7 separate regions of the Mus musculus genome follow, and regions 1, 2, 3, 5, 6 and 7 are each linked to region 4. A link is a contact called in public Hi-C, HiChIP or PLAC-seq and promoter capture Hi-C data. All regions are on one chromosome and are shown on one strand. Each heading gives the region's core, a stretch centred on a gene start, on an enhancer-like site or on the middle of the called end of the contact. The rest is flanking DNA. Distances are from core to core; before and after follow the strand shown.

Region 1 (2,700 bases), core at 29-2,528, 740 kb after region 4:
CAGGCAGGCTCTCTCCCCTCACCAGACAGCTCTTGTATCACAGCAACCAGCTCAACTCTGCATATTTCTTGGTTTCAGATCTCCCATGAACTACACTTAATAACATTTTGTGCACACTTTATTCCTAAAATGCATTTTCCACCAGTCACTCTATCTGCAAACATTAACACGAGTAGAAAGCATTTCTACTTAAGTGTAATTCACAACTTCTTCCCATATAAAGTTAGCTAAGTCATAGTCTTTTCTGTCTCCAACCACCATTATTTTCTGAAGCTTAGAAAAACACAAAACACACTCAAAATGAAAGATATCTTTCTAAATAACTCATTTCCTTCACCACATGGAAACAATGTCCACAAGCTGACTGGGTTTTGTTTTTTGTTTTTTAATGTACAAAAAGAGTCAACTCTTTAAAAACTTTAATATCTCAACGGAAACCTGCAATTTTAGCATTTAAGTACCAGAATGAGCTTTGAACACTCCCAATTTTAAAAAGCTGCTCTCTGAACCTAGTCACTGCATCCTGCCAAGGTCACACCTACTAACCTCCCCGAAAATCGGAAATCAAATGTGTGAGTGAGTGGTGGTGGTGGGGACCCGAAACGGCTCAGAGGTCAAGTACAACACAGGTATGTAACCAGCACACACTAGGGCGAGGGAACCCCCGAGGGCGGGCCGAGCACCGCACGCCGCACAGCCCCCCGAGCCTTGCGGAAACACCTCCCGGCACCCGCCGCCTCCTTCATCGGGGCGAGGGTGCGGAAGACACTCAGGAAAAACACACCCATGTCCCCTCTCCGGCCTCCGCCCCACGGGCTTCTGCTTCCCCAACAGCCGCCCCGCGGCCCGAGCCTGCGGGCGGCGGCCGAGGTCCGACCACGCGGGTGCTCCCCAGCGCGGCGGGGTCCCGAGTCCGCCCGCTCGCCCGCCGCCCTCCGGGGCTGCCAGGCCACCCGCCACTCACGTCCGTCCGCGTCCTCCGGCAGGTCCTCCTGGAGCAGGGAGAGGTCTGCGCCGGGGGAGAGAAGAAAGGCCGGGTCAGCGTCCCGGGCCGGCGCCGCGCCCCAGCCGCCCGCCGCCCGCCCGGCGGCGCCTCCCCGCGCCGGCCTCTCCCGGGCACTGCCGAGCGCGGGGAGCCGCCGCCGTCGCCGCCGCCGCCGCCCGGGGAACTGGGGCCACGTACCCGCCATCTTGTGCTCGCCCCCGCCTCCTCGTCTCCCGGGATCCCGCTCCGCGAGCCGCTCAAGTAGAGAGCCGGTGGGCGCGCGCGGGCCGGCGGGGGCGCGCGCGGGGCGGGCCGAGGCCCGGGCCTGCGGCGGCGGCTCCCGTACGCCCGCCCGCCCGCGCGCCGCCCGCCGCCCGCTGCCCGCCGCCCGCCTCCCGCGCCCGGCCGGCCCGGCCCCGAGGCGCGCTCCCACCCGTGGCTAGAGGCGCCCTGGCGCCGAGCGTGCGGAGCGCGGCACGAGCTGCCCGCCGGGGGACCTGCGGCGTGTGCCCGAGCCGGGCGGGCGGGGTCCCCGCGGCCCGCAGCTCTGTTGGGTCACCGGCCTCGCCCACCGCTGGCCGCCGCCCGCTCCGCCGCGCGCCGCTCGTCGCCCGCGCCCCTCCCAGACCTGCTCGTGCGTCGCCGGCGGTCCGCGGCCGAGCCTCCCGCCTCCGAGTGGAGGAAGCGCCGCCTCCGCCCGCGCGCCCAGGCCTCGCGAGTGACTGAACAAAGCCCAGGCCCCGGGCCGGACGACGGTTTGAATGACAAAAGTTCCGCCGGCCCAGCCGGCCTGCCTTCCCGTGCGGCGCGGCACGTTAAAGCCCCGGCACCGGCTTCCGAGCCCGCGCGCTCCCCTGGCGCCCGCCCGAGCTGACCCTGAGCGGCCCGGGCGCGCGGGCCAGGCCGAGTCCAGTCACTCCGCGGTTCTTAGCCTTGTGACCGCAGGGAGGATCGCCGAGGATACCTGCCCCCTCCGCCTCTCCGGGGAATGGCAGACTGTCAGGAATCCAGCACCGTGCTTGCTACCTCGGGAGTCCGGTCGCCGGGTGCCTGGGATTGGCAGCGCTTTTCTCGAGTGAACTATCACACATCTTACTGGTCCCTTTGTTTGAAGAGAGTTAAACGGTTCTTGTAGGTTCCCCAGGCAAAGTAGGGCAAAATCCAGATTTTTCTGACTCCAGTTCGCCGTCCCATTTCTGTGAGTCTTAGGTCTAAATCCAACATCAGTGAGGTCTCCAGAATGGTCGCCCGTAAAATGAGTCTCATACATGATGCCCGTTTTTGAGTCTGATATGAAAAAAGGAGGATTTTAAAGGTTCAGCTTGTTCCTTTCTGCACCATAGTCCTAATTCAAGGCAACATATTGGCATTTTAAAACACGGGGAATCAGAACAAGTTGTAGGTGGTCTTTGGCTACTTTGTGTGTTCTTTCTTCCACCCCTCTTCTTTCACCCTTTCAACTCCCTAATACTAAAAAAGGGTAGGGGTGGAAGGGGCCATCATTATATATTGGACTACTTCCTGCTGATGAGGGTTGATGAGCTTCTTGGAGCAAGCTTGATCTTCGTAGTCAGGTATATCTAATTTCTTCTTCCTGTTTCTTTACTCACAACTACTTAACAAACAGCAACCAATCTCTCCCGCCCTAGTATTTACATACCCTCTGGAAAGTCTCCGGAATCCCAAATGGCAGAAACTATTTGTAGCTGGCAAAT
Region 2 (2,700 bases), core at 112-2,611, 990 kb before region 4:
TACTGGCAATAAGGGGAACAAAAACCTCAGAAAGCCTCCAGGCCCTTTCTCCCGTGGGTCTATCTCATTTTGCCTCATGGTGACTTTCCGGCACGTCTTGAGGTACAGATTCCCTGGGGTGTGTGTCTGTTCCTGTGTATATGTGTGTGTGGGTGTGTGCATGTGTGCATGCATGTGGGAGGACATGTGTATGTTTGTGTGTATAAATGCATGGGTGTGTTTGTGTGCATGTGGACATGGAAGTGTACATCTGTGCAGTCGAGTATGCATGCGTATATGTGTGTGTATGTGTTTGTGTGCGTATGTGTTGTGGATATATGTGTGTGTGTATTGTGGGCATGTATGTGTGTGCCTTTTTGTGCATGTGCATGTGTGTGCATGTATGTGCGTGCCTGTATACACACAAATGCAATCAAGAATCCTTCTCTAGAGAAGCACACCCCAGATAGAGAGGTGGACCACAGGTGAACACATGCTTACATGTGACCTGGTCTAGTTTTTCCTTTTCTCTGCAAGAGGCAAGGAAACATTAAAGAAAAACAAGAGCTTTAAGTACAGAGAAGACGAAATTAGAGGATGCCTGAATGTGCTGGGGCCCTCAGAGACCCATATCTCCCTAACTCCAGACTTAGCCCCTCAACCAAGACCATGCCCTGCCAAGGTCACTGTCCTGAGGCCCACTGTGTCTCATCTGCAGCTTTCTCATGGACTCTCAGCCACCCAAGAGCTGACATGGGAAGGTCACACTAAGGACTTACTCTAGGTAGGCTGTTCCTGAGGCACAGATGAGGAAAAACTGAGCAAGTGGACCCAGTGTCTCCTGCCTGGGGAGAAGCAGCGTGTTCCAGCAAGGGTACCTGGTCACTGTTGCCAGGCTACATGAGCAGGATGCAGTAGCAGATGTCAGAAAACCCATCTGATGCTGTCCTGGGAGGGAGTGCATGCAGAAGAGCAAGAAGTGAGCCTTAGGGAAAGATGTCACTTTCTCCCAGCTGCTGCCAGGAGGGGCTGGGTCCAATTCATGACAGGCATGTCTAGCTATGCCAAGTTTTACACAAACATCTTATGTATTGTTTAAATCAGAGACAGTGGCAGATAGAGATATATTTCATCCAGCTGTTTGTACAGGACTTAGCCCTATTCTATCTCAAACAATGTTCATTGTTTTAAGTCTTTATATCCCAAAGTTGTTCCTATGCGTATCTGCAGGGGAAAAAAGTCCTGTTCTGATAGTGTTTTGAGCCTGGACTGACTCTGTTGTGTCTCAGGAAGAGGAATGAGATAAACAGCCCAGGGGAGCTGGGGACAGGCTCTGAGTGAGCAGAGGCCAGCCCTTAAGTTACCAGGCAGGTCTGTGCTGAGTGCAGCCGAGGGGAGAGCAGCTTTTCCGGAGGTGTCCTGGCAAATGGACCAGGTGGAGGAAGAGGAAGAGGCGGGGCTTCCGGTTTATATGTGTCTCCTCCTGAAGTAGGGTCCACTGGACCCTGGCAGGAAAAAGATGGCCTTGTCTGATAGGAATGCTATTTCATTGTTTGGAACAATGCATTAGGGTCTTGGTAAACGGCGGGGCTTGAACTCAAATGTTTTGTTGAGTTACTAAAACCGGTTATGATGTGATCCTGCCCCCATTAGGGTAGAACCTAGCTAAATGGTGTATGAAGCAATTGCTGTTTGGAAAATGTCAAAAATTACAAGAAGTGTGGAGTTATTTGTGTGTGTGTGTGTGTGTGTGTGTGTGTCTGTGTGTCTGTGTGTCTGTGTGTGTTTACAGGGATTTCTGAAACACTGAGGAGCAAAGAACAAATGGTATATGGAGAAAAGAAGGACAGAATCCATTTATGGTGGGACCCCATCACTATCACTATCCAAGTATGGAAAAAATCAGTTAGTCAGGCACACGAGCAGCCTGCTGATGCTGGAGAGAGAAAAACACATTGAACAACGTAAGTGTCTAGGCAGATTTGGCAGCAAGGGCTTGGAGACCAAAAGTGGGGAGTCAAACCACACCTTTTCTCCCTGATCAAAAGGAAGTGGCTAAAGGACACTCCCTAGGCCTGGTTCCTCTGACTCCTACTAAGAAGGGAAAGGGGCTAACAGAGCCTGCCTGCGTCCTCAGACACAGGAGAGAGGAAAAGACAAATCAAACCAGCAAATGGTTAAAAAAGGACAGACCAGAGATGAAGACAGCATCAAATTCGGCGGTTGTGGGGAGTCAGAGCAGGAGCTGGTGAGACCAGAGAGGCACGGGGGCTGAGAGATGGATGCTGTCTCCTGATGGCTCATACTGGGTCCTTGGGTGACAATAACAGGCAGACACCTGGGGTTTCCCACCAAGGTCCCTTCATGCTGTGGCCACTGTGCCCCTTAGACATCCGGAAGTGAAGCCACCACTGTGTATCTCCTCTTATGTGAAGTAATTCAAGTCATTTAAGTGAAATATATTTTTGAACATTCTTAGGTATAAATTTCACACCTTTTGGGGAGCTGGGGCTCAGATGCCTTCTAGGAAGGCTCAAGTGGTCTTTCTTCTTTGTCAGGGGTGGGGGTGTTTGCTCAGCAGAAACCAGGTGCATATGTGCTTACCCTTCATGCGCACTGGTGATGGGAGCCAGCTGGGTGAGAAAGGATCATGGCCTCCACCAACAACAGTGATTACATTTGAAAGTGGGAAGACTCCTGCTGGATTCCCCCATGGCCGAG
Region 3 (2,700 bases), core at 48-2,547, 630 kb after region 4:
CGGCACTTAAAGGCTCTGCAGAAACTATGGCTCAGAAGGAAGTCAGTCTTCACTCTTGCTTTTCCCTCTCCCTTGCTGTGTCCCCCACTTCTCTGCTTTCAGCCTTATTCACTTCCACGGTGAACGAGTCACGTGATGTTACACGTAAATTACTCAGTTAAAAAAAAAAAAAAAAGCCTCTTTCCCCACCTCATTATCCCATATGTCAATTCCAGGGAAGGCTCCATAAAGCCCCGCTCAGGCAGTGCTTATCCCTTGACCAAATCAGAACTGCCAGCGGGAAGGAGTAATTTAACTGGCGTACTCACAGGCCATCTTCTCATGGAGGCTGTTTTATTGCTACAGGGGTTGTGGAAAGGTCCCTCTAGGACCTCAGTGTTCCACTGGGAGTGACTCTTTTGCACAAGGGGATGGACTTGTCATATTTGAGCAAAGATGGCTTGGGAGTGTAGCACACGATGGATCAGTGAAGAAGCAGACACTAGAAATCTCATCTCTCTTCTGACTGCCAATGTCATAAACCCAGAATAATTCCATGGAGTGCTGTTTATTACAGTATGCACCAGCCAACACGTTTTCCGTCCTTCGTGGGGGACTTCTGGAGGATACGCAGCTGTTTCTATTTGTAAGCTGAACGTGATGCTGTGCGGCTTTAACTCGGGTATGGATTGCTAACTGCGGAGGCAAGTGGGTGGGAGCCAGCAGTTTCCCGCAAGTCAACACACTTCAGGGGTCCTGCGGATTGCCCAGCCCTGGCCCCAGAAGCCTCCTTTCTCCAAACCCCCAGGCAAGAATTCTCCAAAGGAAGATCTCCGCCCAAAGAAGGCCAGCAAGGTGCTCCGCCCAGAGGCGGGGTGGGTCAGCAGCCCAGGCTGGTTTAACTGGTTGGAACCACTTAAAGTACGCAGACGCTGGGGGGAAAAGTGTCACTCTCAGTAGCTGCGGACACCAGGCCAGAGCTTGGGGAGGAACGCGCTTTCTTTCCAGCAGAGCTCCGCAGGGCTCCCACACTGTTTTCACTTGGATTCGCTCCGGTAGGTGTGTGTGTTCCACTCGCTCCCCAGAACACTGCGCAGGCGCCTGCAGAGCCTTAGCGTTTGGCGCATCCTCTCGCGGGTTCCCTGTTCCCCCTTAACGAGTTCCAGCTCGGGAGGCGCGGTGCTTTCTGGGCGTTGTGGTTTATGTCGGAGACAAGGGCCCTACAGCAGCGGGGCGTTGGGTTAACTAGAACTACAACTCCCGGCGTGCCCCACGCGAGGACGCGGGGCGTTTGCCCTAGCCGGCCCTAGCCGTCACGGCCAAGGAGCCGAGGACCCGGGAAGCCGGCTGCGGCGGGAGGAGGGCGTGCGCGTGCGCGCTGGGCCGGCTCGTCCTGTTCTGTCCCAATCATTGTAAACAGGCGAAGGCTGGGCGGGGTGGGAATGGGGCTCCCGCGGCCGGCCCGGGGTGCAGCGCAGGAGGCGGCGGTTGTGGCGGAAGCGTGAGTGCGAGGAGGCGGCGGCGGCTGCAGCGGAGCGGACGGTCGCTCGGCGGCAGGCACTGGTCAGTGGCGGGGAGCGGACGCTCGCGGGGGTCGCAACGCTGCGGCGGTGTCCGTGGGAGCCGTCGGGCGCCCGGCCTCGCGCCCGCGCCTGTCACGCAGCGTGCCGGGCTTGGGATCCCGGGCTCGGAATGGGAGTTGGGGGTGGGGGGCGTGGCCGCCCCGCCTTACGTTGTCCGTGAAAGCTTCACCCCGGAGCTTGCTCCTTTGGGGTGGGTCACGCCGCCTGCCCGACAGGCCTCCTTGGGAGCACCCGGGTGTGTCCTGTGTTGCTCTGGGACCCAGAGGCTAGTTGGGAGTCCAGCTGCTTCCTCGGACCCTTCCAGGCCTCGGGGCATCCCTGCGGGCCACACCTGGCCGGAGCTGCGGCCGGGGACTGGCCTGACGCAAGCCTTCCGGTTTATGGGTCGCATCTGCCTCGCGCATCTGGCTCGCCCACCTGTCTCCGTGTTTGCCGGGTAGAGTCGGGGGAACAGCTCCTGTTGTCGCCCGTGGCAGGCGTTGGGCAAGGGGACGACCCTGTTTGCAGTGGTACTTGTTCCAGGGTTCAGAAGTGTTCTGTCTGATCTGGAGTTAGGAGCTCCATTCTCAACGGCGTTTTCAAGCGTTTTCGTACCAGAGTGTTCTCAGTCGAGGCCAGCTTTCTTTTTCCATCTTTTAAATATGTCGTTGTGAAACAGGTTTGACGAATTACTCCACTTTCCAGTCTCCTGAAGTAGGTAGGGCTGGTTCAAGTTTGGAGATTATTACAAGGATTCTTCCAGAGAGAGCAGCGTGCGTACCCTAAGGTTTTTAGAGATCACAGCTGTTTTCATTAGAGGTCTGTGCTTGTGACAGAAGTGCTATAGTGTGGGCATTGAGCTGTTGCACTGCCCAGCTTTGGTGGTGTTGATGGAACGGGGGTGGGCTAACACTGGTGCTTTGGGGTAGCATTACCTATACTTGGCCGTTATTAACAAAGTACTCAGTGATAAGTTATAAGCCTACTTTTGGTTTAGTGTTCAGACAGCACTTTAAGGAAAGGTCCCATCACTTTCTGTAGTAGGAATTATCTCGATGATTTCAAGGTCCTGGATGTCTTCTTCAAAATGAAGAACTCCTGTTAGTGGTGTTAGCATTTTCAGAGGTCTGCAGTCAGTAGAGTGCTTCTTGTTTTTCAG
Region 4 (2,700 bases), core at 53-2,552:
AGCATCCTGGAGTAACCTTGATAATTGGCTTAAAGACGCAAACAAGCATGGAACCCGAGTCCTGTGGATTTCTTTCCAAACTCCCCCATTTAAGACATCCACTATTCTGGTACATTATAGACCTGCCTATGGGGGAAGAGATACTATTTTGGATGCCAGGGTCTTTAACCTTACAAGTTATGCAGAGTCACCTGCCTACTAGGAACAGTTGAATACCTTGCATTTATATCATCCTTTGGAGTCTGCAACAGGGTGTATGGCTTATTGTTTTGTTGTTCTTTTGTATTGACGTTTTTGCAACAGTGATAGATGAAAAGAGTCTTTTCATTCATTCCCATGTGAGCCTCTAGGTTCCATCCCCAGTACCGCCAAGAAAAAAAGAACGATAATTTAGAATAGGCTATAACATTTTTAAAAATCCAATTGGGATTACTTTTGCAAAATAATGTGATTTCTTCAACTGTGCATCCATGGCAAAACAAACGCATGCGCTATGTATTAGTAAACTTAGCTCTAAATACGGCTGAAATTTGGTGAGTAATGTGATCATTCTTCGCAAGCATGCCAGCTCCTATCATGTTTAGAACCCTGTGTTCCGAGGTGCTCAAGTTCACGCAAAGGAATTTGCTAAATAAATCCCTGGCAAGCTTCTGTAGCCGTAAATACTTTCAAGTAGAAATGGCAAAATAACACACCCAAGTCAGTACCTAAACCTTCGGAGTTTAGGTCGCTTGTCATCTGAGTTTTTACCTGCTGGCTTCCCCTAAGGTGCATGTCACTCACTGAATTTTACGAACTGTAAGTCTGAGGAAGACTTTTAAGATCCATTTAAGATAGCTGATTCCTCGGGGCCCCACAGGAAAAGTGCACGCAGAGGTGCGGCCCTGCCAGGGTACGTGGGCTTCCTCCAAAGTGGCGTTCACACCCTAACCCCGCGTGGGCCAGACCGAGACCCCCAGCACCCAAACACCCTAAATTCTGGAAGATGATCACAGGCTATATGCACTTTGAGACACGTTTGGGACGGGCTGCTAAAAAGAAGTGTGTGGTTCTTGGGAACGGTGCACGATGAGGATAAACCACGAGTGAAAGTGCGCCGAGTGGGGAGGGCCGAGGGAACAGGGGTGACGGAGAGCGACCCACACATAACATACACCCCACGGAGCGGAGCGCACGGCTCGGTCCTCCGACCGACAGGGGGCGGGCTCCAGTCCCGCGTGGCGCCGCGCCTGCGCTTCCTGCCCCTCCCGGTCCGGGATGCTGCTACCGCTGCTGCGGAGAAGCTGCTTCCCTTCCTCTACTCCCGGCGGCGGCGGCGGCGGCGGTAGCGCGGAGCGGGTGGAGGGTGCGCGGGGGCCCGGGGCGCGCGGACGGCGGCCCGAGCGCGAGCCGTATGCGTGCATGGATCCCAGCGCCGCGCTGCACCGGCGGCCCGCGGGCGGCAGCCTGGGCGCGGTCTCCCCGGCGCTGTCGGGCGGCCAGGCCCGCCGGAGGAAGCAGCCCCCCAGGCCGGCCGACTTCAAGCTGCAGGTCATCATCATCGGCTCCCGCGGCGTGGGCAAGACCAGCCTGATGGAGCGCTTCACCGACGACACGTTCTGCGAGGCCTGCAAGTCCACCGTGGGTACGCCGGGCCTGTGGCGGGTGGGCCTGGGGGAGGTCGGGGCCCGGTCCCTGTCCCCATGGAAGCTCTGACCCTCTCCCAGGGCCTCAACGAATCATCCTACGGATGCCCGGGCATACCCGCCGTGGGCACATCTGGCATCCGAGCCGCGCACAGCCCAGGTCTCCGTGGAAGCCCGACCCTCTCTTGTGGCCAGACCGAGCTTTTCCGTGGCCTTTCCGCGGGTGTCGGACCCCCGAAGCCCAAACATTCCCTCCCGGAGCCTTCACCAGTCATGAGGTCCGGGTGATGCATCCGCGGAAACTCCCGGTCCGTTACTCCTGCTCACCCAGGAAAACGGCTTTGTGAACCGAAAGTAGAGCTGAAGGCCACCCACCAGTGCAGTGCCCCGGGGTTACTCACCATCTTAAATGGGTCCGGACCTCGCAGCTTTGCAGGCTGGAGGGATGGACCAAGGTTTGCTTTCTCATTTTCTGTCTATTTTCGTGGTTTACAGAAAAGAAGTTTGTTGCAGAGACAGTTCGCGCTAAAGCTACACTCGGGTTTCTTTCTTGTTCTGTGCACAAATGTAGGGCAAAGGGATTTCAGCTGTGTTTATCCTTGACCTCAAATAACCGGGTGGATAGGCGGGCAAAGTAAGGGCGATTTCCCGGCACCCACCCGAGGTCGGTGAATTACCGGGAAATCCATAGGTAACGCTCCTGTTACCTTCCTCGGGATCTGGGTTTGAAACTGCAAGGGAATGTTTTTAGTGACACTGGATTGACAGGGCTTGACATAGAGGTTTGTTGGGGTTATGGGAAACAGTTGTGACCATGGAAAAGCTACCTGGAAAACTCTCATTTGGGGTGGCTTATAGAAAAAGGGGGTGAGCAGGAGGGACTGGACAGAGTGACAAAAAATCTAGCGTTCTCCCTGAATCCTAGCCCCAAGGAGAGGAAGGTGGATCTCTGATTTCGAGGCCAGCCTGGTCTGTCTACACAGTGAGTTCCAGGACAGCCAGGGCTATGCAGAGAGACCCTGTCTCAAAACAAACAAAATCTCAGCTTGGAGGTTTGAAAAGCTAAACACTGGTG
Region 5 (2,700 bases), core at 10-2,509, 910 kb after region 4:
ACGACCAATGTTTGCTTTATACCACTATTATATCCTATATACCTCGAGTGGCATGAAAGTTTTTCAGGTGTCGGGGCGGCAAGTTGAAAAAGTCTAATTAGCTGTATTCTAGACTGCTCATTTCGACATTTACTTCCAAGCAATCTAGAGTGCCTTTTCGTGGCAGAAGCATGAATATGTGCTTTGTTTCGCACGGAGCTTCCTAGAGATTTAAATTCAAGCAGCACCATAGGACACAATAAAGGTTTTTACAGCACATCCATTTGTTTTGTTTGCTCTTCCCGTCCCTGGATACCCTGGCAAGGGGCTGAATATCTGTCAGCAACTTGCTTGGCATTTTTTTTTTTTTTTCTCATTTGGTACAGGCTCTCCTAAGTGATACAGATAAAATTCGTCCCTAGCACGAGAATGTGGCAAACAGATTTGGGTATGAGTTTGAAGTGAACCACACTGTAGATACAGCACGTGAACTCCACGCTGTAGGAACAGAGATTTCGTTTCTACCCTTGTAGAGAAACTGTGCCTGGCACAGATTTCCCCTGGAACTCGTTCGCTTGTGAGCGAGATGTGTTTCCTTTGGCTGGGCAGGAGGGAGATGGGGAGGAGGCAGTCTTGGAACAGCAGGCAGAACGGAGCGCACGTTCGCTGAGGGCGGAAGGAATCCCCAGCAGACCAGAGGGACACGCCCTGCCGCTCTCCCAAAGGGCGGTCTCTCCTGGGATGCCTGGCTTCCAGGCAGCCTGCAAAAACCCTTCTCTTTTCCAGGGCAGACAAGACGCCCTCGGCGAGCCAAAAGCCGCGTCAGCGGCCCCACCCACTCGCCTCCAACGGACCCAGGTCGCCTTCCCGGTTCCCAGCAGCCACCGCGGAGGCGCCGCCCGCACAGGGCATGCTGGGAGTCGAGGTACCCGGCGCTTCATGACTCTCTTCCGTTCGGAATTCCACTTGGAACGCCGTGAGGTAGCGTCGTAGTCGGCGCTCCAGCCCCGCACTCGCAGCTCCAGGGCCCCAAGAACGACACCCCCTTCCCGGGGCGCCGTGCACCGCGTCTCCCCGCAAAGAGCCCCGCTCCGCCCCCCCGACCCTGCTCTACGGAGATTGACAGCGGCGCGGCGCCCGGAGCTGCGGCCAAGTCGGAGGTGCGCAGGCGCACTAGCTCAGCGTTGACCCCTCCCACCCCCCAGTTAGGCCCGGAGGGCGGGGCCAGCACGAGGGCTCCAGGCCGCGGGGGCGCGCACGTAGGCACGTAGGGCCCGTCACGTGGGGCGCCGAGGATCGCAGTGCGCGTGGCCGCGGCGGCTGGTGTGGGGTTGAGTCAGTTGTGACACCCGGAGCTGCTGAGCGGACAGGCTGCCCTCGGGACCCCCGCGGCCCGGCAGCAGGCGCGGAGCTTCGGGAATCGTGAGCCTGGCCCCGTCCTAGAGCTCCGCGGAGCCGGCGCCGCCACCGTCCCCTCGCCCCCGCCAGCGAACCGCCGCCGCGGGCGCGCCCCCGCTCTGCGCTGCGCTGTCTCCTATGGCGTCCGCCTCCGGGGCCATGGCGAAGCACGAGCAGATCCTGGTCCTCGACCCTCCTTCAGACCTCAAATTCAAAGGTAGGCTGGCTGGGACGCTCCGGAGCGGAGCTGAGGCTGGGGCTGGGGCTGGCGGGCGGCGGCGGGGTGGCCGGGCCGTGCTCCCCTCCCCCACGCCCCGGCCGAGCGTCGGAGCCGCGGCCCCGCTGCGTCCCTCGGCCCCGCGCCTCGCCGTCCGCCGCTGCCGGGCCGGGCCGGGCCGGGCTGGGCTGCGCTGCGGAGGGGAGGGGAGGGAGCCGCCGGGCGCCGCGGAGGGCTCCGCCGCCATCTTGCGGCCCCGCGGGGGCGCCGTGGGAGCCCGCCCGCGCCTTGCCCGCCGGCCCGCATGGCGTCCTTGCCCCAGGGGCGGCCGCGGCGCGGCGCGGTGCGGTCGGGCGGTGCGGGAGGGCGACTGGGAGCCGGAGCTCCCTAGTCGGCGGGCGCCAGTGGGCGCCGTTCGGCGGCTTTGGGCAGGCGCGGTCCGCCGCGGGCGAGGAGGCGTTCACGGTCGCGGCCTCGCCCGGAGTCTTTCCCGGTCAGGTGCGGGACTCTGGCTGAGCCGGGAGACCAGGCAGCAGAGTCTCTGGCTGGGACTGACCCCGCGTGTTGGCACGGCCCCCAGGCGCGCGGCAGAAAGCTGTGCGTCAGCTGGGGCATGCATGGTCAGAGGTTAATGGTAGTGGGTCCCTTGTGTCAGCTCGGATTGTCCCTAGGTACGGAGGACCCAGTCCTTGAGTGCACACTGTCTTTACTGAAGAATTCTTTCAGCGTTTGTGACCCGCTTACGCTTGCGGTTTCCCTGCGTATCCCGAGAAAGCTGCTAAGGTGCCACACAGCTCTGGAACTGTTGACTTTGGAGCATTGACTGTGATAGACAGTGGCTTGGTGATTCTTGTTCAGATCCAAGGCGGTTTGCCTTCTCAGTGTGTAGGAAACGAAACGTTACACAGAACAATTTACTTTATTTTAAGGAGAACCAAAAGAATGGAGCTAAAGAGAAAACGTGATCCTTCCTATCTTTAAATGTAAAGTGCCCCCCTCCCCCCCCCCCGAAAGTTAATACCTTGCGTTTTAATTTCAGGAACTGATGAAAACAATTTTCCTTAGGCGCACATCGATTCCAGTACTAAGAGAAAAAGTAAACCCAT
Region 6 (2,700 bases), core at 9-2,508, 790 kb before region 4:
CCTAATGAGAAATCCTGGTGGGTGTTCTTCTCCTTTTCCATTAGGGCAGCATCAGTTGCCATTGGCAAACAGGTAATGAGTTTGACCAGGATCAATATGCCACCAGTCTTTAGTTCAGCTGCATGCTTATTCTATAACTGGCGTCTTAAAGCGGGGTTCATTGCAGAGTGCTGCTTCCCCTTCAGGGGACTTTATGGACAAACTGTTGTAAGATCAACTTTAACAAGTTACATCCAAGTTTGAAGGTTTCTTGTGGGTGTGATGTGAATTAGAAATCCAGTCCTACTTGGTGTTTCCCTCTTATAACCCTTCCCTGCAACACCACATATGTCATAGTACACTTTAGCAGCAGGTCTTTTCCATGGCTTAGAATTATAATCTAGTGTTTCAAGAAATTGTAATTAGGGATTTGCAAGAAGTTTCATCCTATTCTTTGTTATTTAAACTTGATAATTTTTTAACTCCTGGGGCTTGTTTGTTTTTGGAGGACAAAAAAATCAATTTAAATGAAATCATTTTAAATAATACCCTTAATATAATGAGGGAAATCTGGAAGTGAGACATGCCATCCATGACCGTCTTGTTAATGACGTCACCAAGTACTCATTAGTGTGCTTCTACCTGGGTTCTCTCAGAAGCCTACATTGTTTGGTGTAATGTGTTGCTGAGCTTGTTTTTTACTGAGTCTAGCTACCAGACCTAAGAGATGCCTGTGTTGTTGGCCCTGCAGATTGAATTATTCCATACTACCCTTCACACACGTTGTGTGGAAGGTGAAGGCTTGGTGGTGAGGACCAGCAGCCAGCTCAGGTAGATAGGGGGCTGCATGTCCCTCACTGCTGAGAGATTACACTATAAATACAGCAGGGCACAAAACATACACATAAGACAGCACTGGACACATGGCTCAGTAGTTAAGAACACTTGATGTTCTTCAAGGAACCTAATTTAGTTCCCAGCACACATGTAAGATTGCTCACAACTACCTCTAAATCTAGCTCCAGGGGATCTAATGATATCTTCTGGATTCTCTAGGCACCCACATATGTGTGGCAAACACACACACACACACACACACTTGTACACCAGTTTGTCCACATGGCCTACAGATCAACTCCCCTATTCCCTCTCTGCCTGCTTTAGCACAAGAGTTCAGCTAGGGCCGGCTCCTCAAGGGAAGGCTTACTGGTGGGAGGGCTGAGAAAGCCTGTCTGTACTTTCTTAGTCACAAGGCCATGTGATCCTGCTGTCTCTCATTTGTCTGGACCGCCTTCTTGGCCTGTGCCCAAGATGGAGTTTCTTAGAGTTTCCTCATGTGAATGACTGTGCTGTGCAGGGTCATTTGACATTGATCTTACCACCAGGACTTGTTGATCACAGAGAGCAAGGTTCAAATCCACAGAACACAGGAGGATATTACAATAGCGGGAGCTGAGTAGATGCGCTGGAAATTGAAATCATGTCTGATGGCCTTTTCCCAGAAAAGGGGATTTTGTGTTATATTGTGATGTGGGGAGCAGGAAGAAAGGGTGAATTCATTAAAGGGTTGGACTTTCTTTCCATAAGACTTTATAGTTTCACACTGTGTATGTGTGTGTATGTGTGTGTATGCGCATGTGCATATGTACATGTCTGTCATGCATGCATGTGTATGTGTGTGTGTGTGTGTGCATGCATGCCTGTGTACATGTGTGTGTGTGTGTGTGTGTGTAAAGGAGCCTTAGGAAGCTTGAATTGACTGTAGATACTTCTGTTTGTGAATTGAATCACCAGATTCCTCATTGACATTGACACTGTGGTGGTGTGAGCTTCCTTCCTCTCTGAAACTCACATGGTTCATTCCTAAAATGACTGGTAGAACCATATTCGGTGGGGATTCCTCTCCATTCAGAGCACTAGTAGGCATCCCAGAATTCAGTTATTTCTTTAAATAATGTTCTTCTTTGTTATTCTGTAAGCTGTTGAAGACCTAATATCTTCCTTTCCATCCTACTTCCTCAGAGCCAAGATTACACACACTCAATGAAGACGTATTCACCTGAAACCATTTACATTATAGATTTTTGCCTGTCTGTCCATCTGGGGTTTTTTGCTGTTTGTTTGTTTTCATGGTGCTGGGAAATGGAAGCAGGGCCATGCCCTACCACTGAGCTACATCTCTAACCACCCACACTTGAGATCAAAGAGGATTCCATCCACTTTAACTACTGCTGAAGATCTCCCGCCCCACCCAGCCCAAGCCTTTTGTGCGAAGTGACTCCAAGTTCACCCTCTGAGTGGTGGGCTGGAATGTCTGAGAGGTGGGAGGCCAAGGAATGCCGCGGAGCAGTTCTTTAGTGCATTTGTGAGTTCTTCCTGGTTTCAATTTGCCTTACCTACCCTCCGTCTGGAAGAGTTGGAAGGCTGCCTGGTCTTTCCTGGGGTTCTGTGTGTGTTGGCTCACAGGAGGAGAAAGGAATGCTGGAAGTGACTCTGGGCTCCTAAGGAGTAGACAACACTGTTCTGAGACACTGTCAGCGACAGCCCGATACTGGAAGCAGGATTTCATGGTGAGCGCATACACTTCAGCTGTGCATGCTGCTGCTTATTCACGAAGACACTCCCCCACCCCCGCCCCTGCCCCTGCCCCCGCCCGCCATCTTGAGATCCACCCTCCTCCTTCTCAAAACCTGTCTAGATACGATACCTTGGCACATGTTA
Region 7 (2,767 bases), core at 264-2,763, 670 kb after region 4:
AAATAGGCGAGGAACAAGCAAGGCAATAAACAAAGCCCCGGGATCGAAGTTTCTAGGCCTTATCAGGATGACCAAGATATCTGAGCCTACTTCCCTGTCCTAGTCCAAAGTCACATTCTTGCTTAAGCCTACTTCTTTGTTCTAGCCTAAAATCAGATTCCTGCCTGGACTTCCTTTCCTGTCCTAGCCCAAAAGTAGATTCCTACCTGAGCCTGCTTCCTTGTCCTGACCCAAAATTAGATTCCTGCCTGAAACCTACCTCCCTGTCCTGACCCCAATGTCAGATTTCTGCCAAGCAGCTCCAAAAGCTCTCCACAGTTCACACACTGGTTGTCACTGAGCAACTACTCACACCAGCATAACAGACAGAAGCATCTTAAAGCCAAGTATAAAGCTAGAGAGAAATGACCTGTTGAGCCAGTTCATCTGAGACCCGAGAGAGAAGCTGTTAGGATTGAGAGCAGGTCTGTGGTGCTGGGCACCAACAGATGGAGCAAGGGCAATGTTTCCTAACAGGGTGGTGGTGGTTACTTGACTATGTGTATTTGGTAAAATTAGTTACATTATGAAATTGACACCCAGTAGCTCCCTTCAAGACATCTCATGCAGTCAGGATTAAGGGAGCATATTCATCAGAAATAAGCATTTTTCATAGTGTAGCCACAGACCGAGATAACCATGTCATGGTCTTTTCTTACTTTAAAATGTTTATTCTTTGTGTGTGCGTGTGCATGTGGGTATGGACATGCAGTGGCACGAGTGTGGAAGTCAGAGAACAACTTGCCAGAGTCAGTTCTCTGCATTGTGTGAGTCCTAGGGAAGGCTTCTTGATACCAAGTGTCTGCCACGGGGCCACCTTGCAGTCTCGAACCACATCATAGTCTTTTATGGTTTGATTTGGTTTTTTCTTTTTGAGATGGGGTCTTTCTGTTGTCCTGGGTGTCCTGGAATTTACTATGGCCTTGAACTTCAAGCTAGCCTTGAACTCACATAGCTCCTCCTACCTCTGCCTCCTGAGTGCTGGGATTAAAGGCGGGTACCACCATCCCTGCTCTTACCTACAGTATATTCTAAGCCTAGTTAGCAAATGTCCGGTCATCATTACAGACAGTTCCCTACTGCTGCTGGGGTTTTCTTCATTTCTGTAATTTAAGAGGACCATTTGTTGATTGTGTGTTACATGTAGGCCGAACAGTTCATCATGTGTTGTCTTTGACAGGAGTGTGAAACCAAGATTGCACAGGAGATAGCTAGTCTTTCAAAAGAGGATGTTTCCAAAGAAGAAATGAATGAAAACGAAGAAGTTATAAATATCCTTCTTGCCCAGGCAAGCTATACCTTTTGATTTCTAAAGGGATTTATTGGTCATTTTTCAAATAGAAGCACAACTATAGACTTTTTAAAACCAAAATTGTAATGAACTCCAAAGAAGTTGTTCCTGTTCTGTGGCCCTACCCTTGTGCTGTGTGTGCTGAAATGTTAAGTGTGGAGGGAGAAAGAAGCTGCCTTCTGTTTAGCTTCCTCGTTTCTGTAAGTCGACATAGAAGTATTGTGGCATGTTCCTGATTTACAAGAACAGAAACAAAAACTCTGAGGAGAGAGAAGCCCCAGATGATTTTCTTAGAGTTTCCCACCTCAGCTTTCTTGGAGTATAACTTCATCCATATATGCTCTGAGGTAAACGACGAGGGTCTGTGTTTGAGCATGGAGAAGTGGCCTCTCTCACTCGGGAACTTTTCAGTGGTTCCTGGACTGTGCCCACAGTGCCCACGGTGCCCACGGTGCCCCTTGTTTGGAAGGAGTTGCTGGTGCTCTTGCCTCCAAGGCATCTTCTCTCTACTGTTTGCTCTAGACCCGAGAGCCCTAGCTGGAGTGCAGGCAGGGCGCTCTCCACATCACTGCTCTCAAGCAGTTTAGGAATGGTTAACCTGTCAAGAGTTCTTACTTTGATCTGAAGGGCGTGGCTGGGGACAGTGAGGGAGATCCTGTAACCTTTCCTTCTGTCTGTTCTGCCCCACACCTGACACTGGTACCAGCCACACATGCATCTCTTGGGTCCTGTTCCTAGTGATGCTGAAAAGTCACTGTGACCCTGAATCCTGAGAGACAGGAAGCCAAAGCTGATGAGTTTTAGATCATGTTTATTTGTGCATATGTATTGCACATACATGCATTCAGATCCCCCCTGGGCCAGAAGAAGGTGTTGGACCTCCCTCCAACAGATGGTTGTGAGTCCTTGATGTGGCTGCTGGGAGCCAGATGTGGGTCCTCTGGAAGAAGAGCAAGTGCTCGTATCCGCCGAGCAGTCTCTTCGGCCGCGAGCAAGGCAAAGCAGATGTTGCCTTTGGGTCCTCTGCCGGGGTGTAGGGGGCTCATGGGAGCCTTGCAGAAGCTACAGCTGGCCCTTGTGTGCACTTTGTTGTTAAGAAGGGTCTAGACCTTCTCTCAACGTGACTTGGTGTAGCTTTTCTTGATTCTGAGACAGTGGCATGGTTTTGTTGTAGTAACTTGTGTTCAGCACCGAGCAGGGTGACAGGAGAGGCTCTGGAGAGGTGGCATTTCCTCTAGCAGAGCTCAGACAGGTGCCACCCATTGTCATTGTTTCAGGAGAATGAAATCCTGACAGAACAGGAGGAGCTCCTGGCCATGGAGCAGTTCCTGCGTCGTCAGATCGCCTCAGAGAAAGAAGAGATCGACCGCCTCCGAGCTGAAATTGCGGAGATCCAGAGGTACAGGGGCCTCGGACTGGAAGCTTCCAGCCGGGTTG

What was found. Promoter capture Hi-C pulls out the DNA fragments that hold promoters and counts their contacts. Hi-C and Micro-C count contacts between places; a contact is called where the count stands out from the background. HiChIP or PLAC-seq counts read pairs in DNA pulled down with a chosen protein or histone mark.
Region 1: a promoter capture Hi-C map of the HPC-7 cell line shows a contact between it and region 4. The contact joins the promoter of Ppp4r1 here to the promoter of Rab12 in region 4. A contact is called at or near these places in 6 of 39 promoter capture datasets (the HPC-7 cell line, embryonic stem cells, hematopoietic stem and progenitor cells and 3 more) and 2 of 115 datasets of contacts at active chromatin or transcription factors (astrocytes and pancreatic cancer cells).
Region 2: a contact with region 4 is called in an H3K27ac HiChIP or PLAC-seq map of extraembryonic endoderm stem cells, with 13 times the contacts expected there. The contact joins the enhancer-like site here to the promoter of Rab12 in region 4. A contact is called at or near these places in 2 of 39 promoter capture datasets (hippocampal neurons and liver) and 5 of 115 datasets of contacts at active chromatin or transcription factors (astrocytes, craniofacial prominence, embryonic forebrain and 2 more).
Region 3: a promoter capture Hi-C map of the HPC-7 cell line shows a contact between it and region 4. The contact joins the promoter of Ralbp1 here to the promoter of Rab12 in region 4. A contact is called at or near these places in 8 of 39 promoter capture datasets (the C10 cell line, the HPC-7 cell line, HPC-7-derived erythroid cells and 4 more), 1 of 484 Hi-C or Micro-C datasets (CD8 T cells) and 5 of 115 datasets of contacts at active chromatin or transcription factors (astrocytes, effector CD8 T cells, memory CD8 T cells and 2 more).
Region 5: a contact with region 4 is called in an H3K4me3 HiChIP or PLAC-seq map of bone marrow-derived macrophages, with 6 times the contacts expected there. The contact joins the promoter of Vapa here to the promoter of Rab12 in region 4. A contact is called at or near these places in 3 of 39 promoter capture datasets (HPC-7-derived erythroid cells, hematopoietic stem and progenitor cells and pre-B cells), 1 of 484 Hi-C or Micro-C datasets (CD4 T cells), 5 of 115 datasets of contacts at active chromatin or transcription factors (bone marrow-derived macrophages, effector CD8 T cells, embryonic stem cells and 2 more) and 2 of 9 other capture datasets (adipose tissue and liver).
Region 6: a contact with region 4 is called in a Hi-C map of Sertoli cells, with 6 times the contacts expected there. The contact joins the enhancer-like site here to the promoter of Rab12 in region 4. A contact is called at or near these places in 1 of 39 promoter capture datasets (hippocampal neurons), 1 of 484 Hi-C or Micro-C datasets (Sertoli cells) and 2 of 115 datasets of contacts at active chromatin or transcription factors (astrocytes and embryonic stem cells).
Region 7: an H3K27ac HiChIP or PLAC-seq map of microglia shows a contact between it and region 4, with 4 times the contacts expected there. The contact joins the enhancer-like site here to the promoter of Rab12 in region 4. A contact is called at or near these places in 1 of 39 promoter capture datasets (the HPC-7 cell line), 1 of 484 Hi-C or Micro-C datasets (the HPC-7 cell line) and 4 of 115 datasets of contacts at active chromatin or transcription factors (large pre-B cells, microglia, pancreatic cancer cells and 1 more).

The regions. Positions count from the first base shown.
Region 1 is chr17:65,781,933-65,784,632 of GRCm38.p6, reverse strand. It overlaps Ppp4r1 (protein phosphatase 4, regulatory subunit 1), which reads right to left and starts at 1,278. Exons shown (of 20, transcript NM_001114131.1): 1 at 1,184-1,278; 2 at 965-1,009. The coding sequence starts at 1,190.
Region 2 is chr17:67,511,557-67,514,256 of GRCm38.p6, reverse strand. No RefSeq gene overlaps it. Among named protein-coding and RNA genes, the nearest start is that of Gm36201, 120 kb to the left of the region's middle. Within about 2 kb of position 1,361, at least 26 of the 459 cell types and tissues checked have an H3K27ac peak or open chromatin away from gene starts, as enhancers often do. A contact at or near this core is called in extraembryonic endoderm stem cells, where this site is marked.
Region 3 is chr17:65,883,520-65,886,219 of GRCm38.p6, reverse strand. It overlaps Ralbp1 (ralA binding protein 1), which reads left to right and starts at 1,297. Exons shown (of 10, transcript NM_001198949.1): 1 at 1,297-1,542.
Region 4 is chr17:66,518,272-66,520,971 of GRCm38.p6, reverse strand. It overlaps Rab12 (RAB12, member RAS oncogene family), which reads left to right and starts at 1,302. Exons shown (of 6, transcript NM_024448.2): 1 at 1,302-1,624. The coding sequence starts at 1,402. It overlaps Gm41608 (a long non-coding RNA gene), which reads right to left. Exons shown (of 3, transcript XR_876914.3): 1 at 2,027-2,700.
Region 5 is chr17:65,612,114-65,614,813 of GRCm38.p6, reverse strand. It overlaps Vapa (vesicle-associated membrane protein, associated protein A), which reads left to right and starts at 1,259. Exons shown (of 6, transcript NM_013933.3): 1 at 1,259-1,594. The coding sequence starts at 1,516.
Region 6 is chr17:67,303,574-67,306,273 of GRCm38.p6, reverse strand. The region is part of intron 1 of Ptprm (protein tyrosine phosphatase, receptor type, M); the gene reads left to right. Among named protein-coding and RNA genes, the nearest start is that of Gm52313, 14 kb to the right of the region's middle. Within about 2 kb of position 1,258, at least 44 of the 459 cell types and tissues checked have an H3K27ac peak or open chromatin away from gene starts, as enhancers often do. A contact at or near this core is called in Sertoli cells, where this site is marked.
Region 7 is chr17:65,852,652-65,855,418 of GRCm38.p6, reverse strand. It overlaps Ralbp1 (ralA binding protein 1), which reads left to right. Exons shown (of 10, transcript NM_001198949.1): 7 at 1,220-1,327; 8 at 2,608-2,729. Among named protein-coding and RNA genes, the nearest start is that of Ralbp1, 31 kb to the left of the region's middle. Within about 2 kb of position 1,513, at least 26 of the 459 cell types and tissues checked have an H3K27ac peak or open chromatin away from gene starts, as enhancers often do. A contact at or near this core is called in microglia, where this site is marked.